2 separate regions of the Triticum aestivum genome follow, and region 2 is linked to region 1. A link is a contact called in public HiCAR-type data. All regions are on one chromosome and are shown on one strand. Each heading gives the region's core, a stretch centred on a gene start, on an enhancer-like site or on the middle of the called end of the contact. The rest is flanking DNA. Distances are from core to core; before and after follow the strand shown. Region 1 holds the start of LOC123098224 (sugar transport protein MST4). Region 2 holds the start of LOC123098226.

Region 1 (3,573 bases), core at 1,011-3,510:
AGACGACGCGTGCGTGCATCGATCGGTGCTGACTCGGAGAATCTAGTGGACGACTTATACGATCTCCGCTTGTCAGCGACACGAGGTCGAGGACGCGTGGATCGCCTGCTTCTAGTCGTTATCTTTTTTTGATTTGAAAAGCTAGCCGCCGTAGCAAACAAGACTGAACGGAGGGCGTCACGCCTGCCGTGCACAGAAATTCTACCCTCCGCCGCTTGACTTCCGCGTTGCGCGCGGTTCAGATGTCAATCGCGATGCCGCAACACTCGACCACGGTGGCTCTGAACTCCGAAACAATGGCTGATCGATCAGTTCAGACTCGTACAGGTAACAGGTGTGCCGTAAAGCATTGCGCTAGTTCTTTTTTTTATAAGCAGTTTGCCCGTGAGGGGAGAGATGGCGTGTTTACGTTATCGGTTACCGCAGAGTCAAAGCCCGGCCCGGACCGGACGTGTCTCGGCGCGGCTGTGTAGTAGCTTCCGGCATTGCCTGACGGCGCCCGGCCGTTGGTTCAGACACACCGAAACGCAAATCAAACCCAGAGATCGTTAGGTAATTCCCCACGGAAAACGGTGTTCTTTATCTGAGATCGTACGGAAAACCGGTGCTGTGCGTACGTGAGACATTCATGCGTGGCGCTGACTATATTAAGTACCAAGTATACAGGGCGTGAAAAGATCCACACGGAACACGTATTTTGTTGTCGTGGCCCTCTGTGCTGCGCACAAGTGTTGTTCTCGTTCGTAAGCTTACTGAAGTTTCGCAGAAGTCATGGCCTGCCCTGGACAAAAGATCCAGCTCGCTCGCGTCCTTTTCTGCTTTTGCGAACGCATCGCAGTCGGCCATCGGGTTGAACCAAGAAGGCAAATCGCGGCGTCGCACGCCGTTTAAAATTCCCAAACGGGTGGGAGTCCTCGCGTGCAAACCGTGCCGAATCATGCATTTTGATTTCTTTCTTTTGATCATGGGTGTACTTCCTTTTCAATGAAAAACATTTGATTCCCCTGACGGCATTATTCGGAGCCAGGGCTGCAGAGTTTCTGGGGTGTTGAATATTCAGTCGATAAGATTAGTTGACTTATCTTATGACGGTATGAACTGGGCAGCATCGGCCGGTGAGAACGTGCAAATGGGCTTGGGTTGCTGGATATATAAAGATCAAAGCAAAATTCGATTTCGCACAGAGATTGTTATTTCATATTTGGATGGGCGACCGCTCGTTAGCCACATGCTCTAATTCCACGGCTTACTTGAGCCTAACGTGGATAATTAGCTGCGTTGTTTAGTACTGTACTAAGCTGCGGCGTATGTTTCCTCTCATAAGGATGCGAGATCTATCGAACTGATTGCAAAAATAATGGAGAAATTTAGAATGCCAATTTGTAACGTTACCATGTCGACCAAATCATATCATGTCGACGAGGCCAGCTGGAAGTGAGATTTTATTTAGTCTGCTCTTGGTCGACATCGTGACAGTGGTATATTTATACAGCCATATGTTGTAGTACGATGGTATCTCGACCAAATCGCTAATGGTACAAAAGCTATACGTACATAAACTAGCACCACTTGGCCAACACCACTTTCCCCTGTGGAAAAGTAGACGCACGCATGCGAACGCCGGCGTCAAATTTCTTGTGCTTGCATGTACTATACTGCTATCCACATCGACGAACACATAATAATTTTCCCAAGCGAATCCATCCCCACGTGACGTATAAAATTCGTTAAAATTGTATTCAAAGTCAAGGTCCTCCATTCACATGAATCAACCCAGCAACAAGGAAGCTGCGCCCGTTGTTGACACTCCGAAAACTCGGACAGATCGTTCACCGACGCATGGGCCCATCCAGCGATCTCGTTGTCAAGAAGGTCGGCGTCCGATAAGAGAATATCCTCAAGGTTTTCCGAGCCGCTCTTCAGTTTTCTTTTTCAAAAAAGGAGCCCATAAAGGCTTACTACTTCCTCCGTCCCATAATATAAGAACGTTCTTATATTATGGGACGGAGGGAGTACTATAGAAGGAATTGGTTTGGATAAGCCATAATTTGTGGGAGGGACGGAAAAGTCGTCGTGCTTATGCACAGAGTGGTGCGCGCTCTGGCCCGTGGGCCGTGGAGCCGTCCGTTGACCGGGCAGCCCTGCGAGCGAGAGAGCCGTCGCGCGGGCCCCACCGGAGGATCGTAGAAGCGACGTGGCCCGATCTGGCCGCTCGGTTGCGTTTGAAATTTCTTAGCCGAGTGGGCTTCCCTCCCTATATATACCCCAGGGACTTGGAGCGTTGTGTCCCATCTCCAATCCCCTTCCTTTGGCTCTCCTCGTGTGCTTCTGTGGAGAAACACTCGCTGCTTGTCTAGCTTCCATTATATCGGCGTAGCTTGACCGGCCGGCTTGCGAAGATGCCGGGCGGGGGGTTCGCCGTGTCGGCGCCGTCCGGCGTGGAGTTCGAGGCCAAGATCACGCCCATCGTCATCATCTCCTGCATCATGGCGGCCACCGGCGGCCTCATGTTCGGCTACGACGTCGGCATCTCAGGTAACCCGATACTCCACATGTCTATGCAAGTTCTTCCAGAGATCGATCATCTCCGTCCATGCATGTGCGTGCGTTGCGTGCTCCCGTGGTAGCTCTGAGAAATCATGTCAAATCCGCCTTACATGCATGGTTTAGTGATCCGTGACGTCGCCGTCCGCGCGTATGAAAGAGAGGAGTTTAATTGACTCCATGGATATGGATATGGTGTTTACTTGTGGCTGCCGTCTCTCGTCTTCATATGACGAAGCAGATAACCACAGATAATTGGAAGGAAGTTAATGCAATTGATCCTCCTCATTAACTACCACGCACCGGCCAGCTGATAATTTAGCACTTTCCAGTTTACTCCATTGTGAACACTATCCGGTTTTCTGGCCAGGATCATAGTATATGCTCGCACTTGTGCTAGCTGTATGATTCTAGCTGCATATAAGAATTAATATTATACTGTATTTGGAAGAAACTATATAACTGCTGCCATCTTGCCACCGACTACTTTGACAGGCTGTTAAGTCAACCCATTTGTACACCTCCAGATCACGTCTGATGCAACAAAGCTGTCTTTTGTGTGGACACGTTGCCTTTGGGTTTAGCATAGTATTACATGAATTCTTACTAAACTTTTTTTTGCGAGATGAATTCTTACTAAAACTAATTAAGAAAATCTTGTCCATTTCTTTCACAGCGTCCAGCTCGATTAACAACCAGTTCTAAGGTCTAAAAACTGTTTGTTTTTGCAGGCGGAGTGACATCGATGGACGATTTCCTGCGTGAGTTCTTCCCGGCGGTGCTGCGCCGGAAGAACCAGGACAAGGAGAGCAACTACTGCAAGTACGACAACCAGGGCCTGCAGCTCTTCACCTCGTCGCTCTACCTCGCCGGCCTCACCGCCACCTTCTTCGCCTCCTACACCACCCGCCGCCTCGGACGCCGCCTCACCATGCTCATCGCCGGCGTCTTCTTCATCATCGGCGTCATCTTCAACGGGGCCGCCCAGAACCTCGCCATGCTCATCATCGGCAGGATCCTGCTTGGTTG
Region 2 (3,148 bases), core at 88-2,587, 430 kb after region 1:
AGATCCCCACATTTCCATTCACAATTTGTGGCTTTCTGGGGACTTGTTTGGAAATTTTCATTTACCCCTCTCTAAAGAGACTTTTGCACAGTATCAGGAGCTAGCTCACCTAATCCAGGAGATGTAGTTATTGGAGGATTCAAATATTTGGCAAATCCCAGCTGGAGTTAAGATTCCAAGTTTCCAATTGTTATTCTCTTCTTATTGGGGAACATGAGGTTATGCCTGCAATTAAATGGATTTGGGATTCTCGTTACGAATTGAAACACAAGATTTTCCTTTGGCGCTCCTCCGCAATAGACTGAACACTAGAGCAATGTAGCAGAGAAAGCACTTTTTCATCCCATATTATAGCTGCGCCATGTGAGCATGTTCTTTTTTTGTTGCCCATTCGCAAAGGTAAGCTGGTCTCATCTTTATCCTAAGTGGACGCCTGCTAATGAAGGATTGCAGGTTGAAATCGATGTCCTTGCTAAATGTTCCCTTCGCATTTGAAATCGTTATCCTAGCTTCTTGGGCCATCTGGACCACAACAAGTGACAACATCTTCAAAGGGATTTTTTATAGAAAAGGTGGATTACCCCGGCCTCTGCATCAGAGTGATGCATGCAGCCCCTTTATTAAGCAAAGCGACCGAAAAGTCTGTGATCTAGAACAAACTCCCTTAGAGCTGGAGAAAAAAAAAGTACAATACGCCACAACCGGCGAAAATAGAACGAGGTGACTCAACACCTGTCCTATTATTGGACCGCCATCCAAACCGGTTGTAGATATCCCGAGTTATGATTTTTCATCGGACAGACCCAGTAACCAAATGCGCCCTAGCTTCCACAAAAGTGAGTAACGACCAAATACGGATCAAAACAGTAGCCCTGTAGATAACCAGTAAAAAAATCATGCAAGTTTGTCTGTTATGCATGCAACATCTTCAAAGGGGTGACCCCAAGCCTATACCGTTGTCAAAAATGGTTCAAGGAGGAGCTCAATTGGTTTAAATACAGAGCTACGAGGAAACAATACTCAACTTTTGAAGATTGGGTTCAGAGATTCGATTATTTCAGATGGATTCTCTCACTTGTATGAGATTAATCCTATGGTTTTGTTATGTTGTTTTATTCTTTTCTTCGTTGAACTCTTCTCTTTTGTCTTATTTTCTTTTAAAGCAGCAGAGTCTTGCTGTTTCCTTAAAAAAAATCTAGTGTGATTTTGACCAAGTTGTACAAAATATCTCTAGAGTATGAGCTTGCTTGGGCCAACTGCCAGCCTGCTTGCCGCTAAATGACACACATGGTTGTCACTGTCTTCCCTTCTCCTCCTCCCGTAGTCAGGAGCTACTTATCCTCTCGTGTTGGAGAACTCCACATAACACCATACCCTGATCACACCTCCAGTACTCCTCCTCAAGATCGCAGCATGCAATGGCCTCCCTTACCACCACCGCCGCCGCTCCACATCTCTCCCAAGCCTTGAGACGACGGCGCAACGCCGCCGTCCCTAGGCGAAGACCCTCCTTCCGCTGCCAAAACCGCCTTCCCACCGAGCCGCCGATCGGCGGCGACGGAGGAGGCGGAGGAGGAAAGAAGAGGGCGTGGTGGGTGAGCATGGCCGAGAGGGCGCACAGCGGCGTGGTGAAGGCCGGGATGGACGTGCGGGAGAGCCTGAGCCCGAAGCAGAAGGGGGACTGGAAGGACGTGGCGCTCATGAGCCTCTCCTTCGCCGTCTACGTCTACATCTCCCAGAAGATCGTGTGCACATACTGCGCCTGGGTCTCCATGATCAATCACTAGCTCAAATTCCTAGATGTATAGTCGCATATTTAGCGCCAACAAAGCATCTGCTGTTATCATTGTGCTTGTAGTTCATCACTCTAGATGATCTAAGAAACTTGTTCTCGTGCAAGACATGATTCTGAGTTCAAAAGTTGCGTACCATCAGATCTTGGAAGAAGCAGCAAACAAAATTGCCAATTAATCTCAGGAAAAAAGAGGCACATTCGCCTTACATACACCTCTGACTGATCGCGCCTATTCCTTGACACTGTACTACGCAAAGTAACTCCGTCCCAGCTGAGCTCAGTGGCCACTCACCACCACAGACCTGACTGACGAGTAGATGCTAAACTACTAAAGCGAATTGACAGAGTTCCTCCCTCCACACTCCTGCCGGAAAACCTTGGTTCCAGCAGAGGATCGACCCCCACGCTCGTCAGCGCTCACCGCTGCCGCCGCGGCAAGGCGATGTTGCCGATGTCCTGCAGCGGCGAGCGCCTCGGGATGACGCTGGGCGAGTGCTTCACGCGGCAGATCAGCACGTGCTTCTCCTTCTCCTTGCCGCCGTCCTGCTGCTGCTGCTGGGGTGGCCGGTGGTGGTGCTGAGCCTTGGCTGCCCGCGGGTTCTCCATCCTGCAAGCCTCAGACCATGCCCGGCTGGGCAGGTTTGGGGCGGGGAAATGGGATTTGAAGGTGTGCAGCTTGCCTTGGAGCTCCGAGACCTTCTTCTGGAGCTCTTCAGCATGCTGTTCCGACGCCTGCGCGCGTTGTTTCCACTCCAGCATCTGGTGAATGTTAATAAGAATTTTCTTCAGATAACAACATCACTGGCTATAATGCGAACATCTGAAAATGTGTAGGTCTGGATCGCAAGCAATACGAAAAGGGTGTGTTCAACTCATTCTGAAACTTTTGTCAAAAGAGAAACTCAGTCTGAAACTAGAGATTCATGCAGCCTATTCCAAATAAAACTGCAAAGCAGTGTGTCTGAACATGCACTGTATATATAGTATAAACAGACTTGCTCATCATTGGATTCTGACATATTCACTATTTTGCTTTCAGAGAGAAGTAACTCTAGAGTAAGAAATCACGGTTGTAATCTTTAGACGCAAGAACAGAACTCCTACTTGAAATGAGTACTCTTTTGTACTCCTACTTGAAATGAGTACTCCTACTTCATAGTCTGAATTCCCAAAGTGGATGCACGTAAGTAGCATTAGCAAACCAGTATGTAAAGGAAGATGCAATTACCACAACCTCAACAAAGGCAAAATCACTTTTGACACGATACCAAACAGAGCAGAGCAGAAGATGTAAACCCAAGAGAAGAAGTATTTCTACGTACTGATGATGCAAGCACAGTTAGAGGCCACTGA

What was found. HiCAR-type assays count read pairs that join an accessible place to other places.
Region 2: a contact with region 1 is called in a HiCAR-type map of leaf, with 5 times the contacts expected there. The contact joins the promoter of LOC123098226 here to the promoter of LOC123098224 in region 1. A contact is called at or near these places in 1 of 5 Hi-C or Micro-C datasets (leaf) and 1 of 1 datasets of contacts at active chromatin or transcription factors (leaf).

The regions. Positions count from the first base shown.
Region 1 is chr4D:405,668,341-405,671,913 of IWGSC CS RefSeq v2.1, forward strand. It overlaps LOC123098224 (sugar transport protein MST4), which reads left to right and starts at 2,261. Exons shown (of 3, transcript XM_044520152.1): 1 at 2,261-2,535; 2 at 3,276-3,573. The coding sequence starts at 2,400.
Region 2 is chr4D:406,099,136-406,102,283 of IWGSC CS RefSeq v2.1, forward strand. LOC123098226 reads left to right here and starts at 1,338. Exons shown (of 1, transcript XM_044520155.1): 1 at 1,338-1,934. The coding sequence starts at 1,419. The coding sequence ends at 1,787. LOC123098225 reads right to left here. Exons shown (of 5, transcript XM_044520153.1): 5 at 1,836-2,554. The coding sequence ends at 2,213.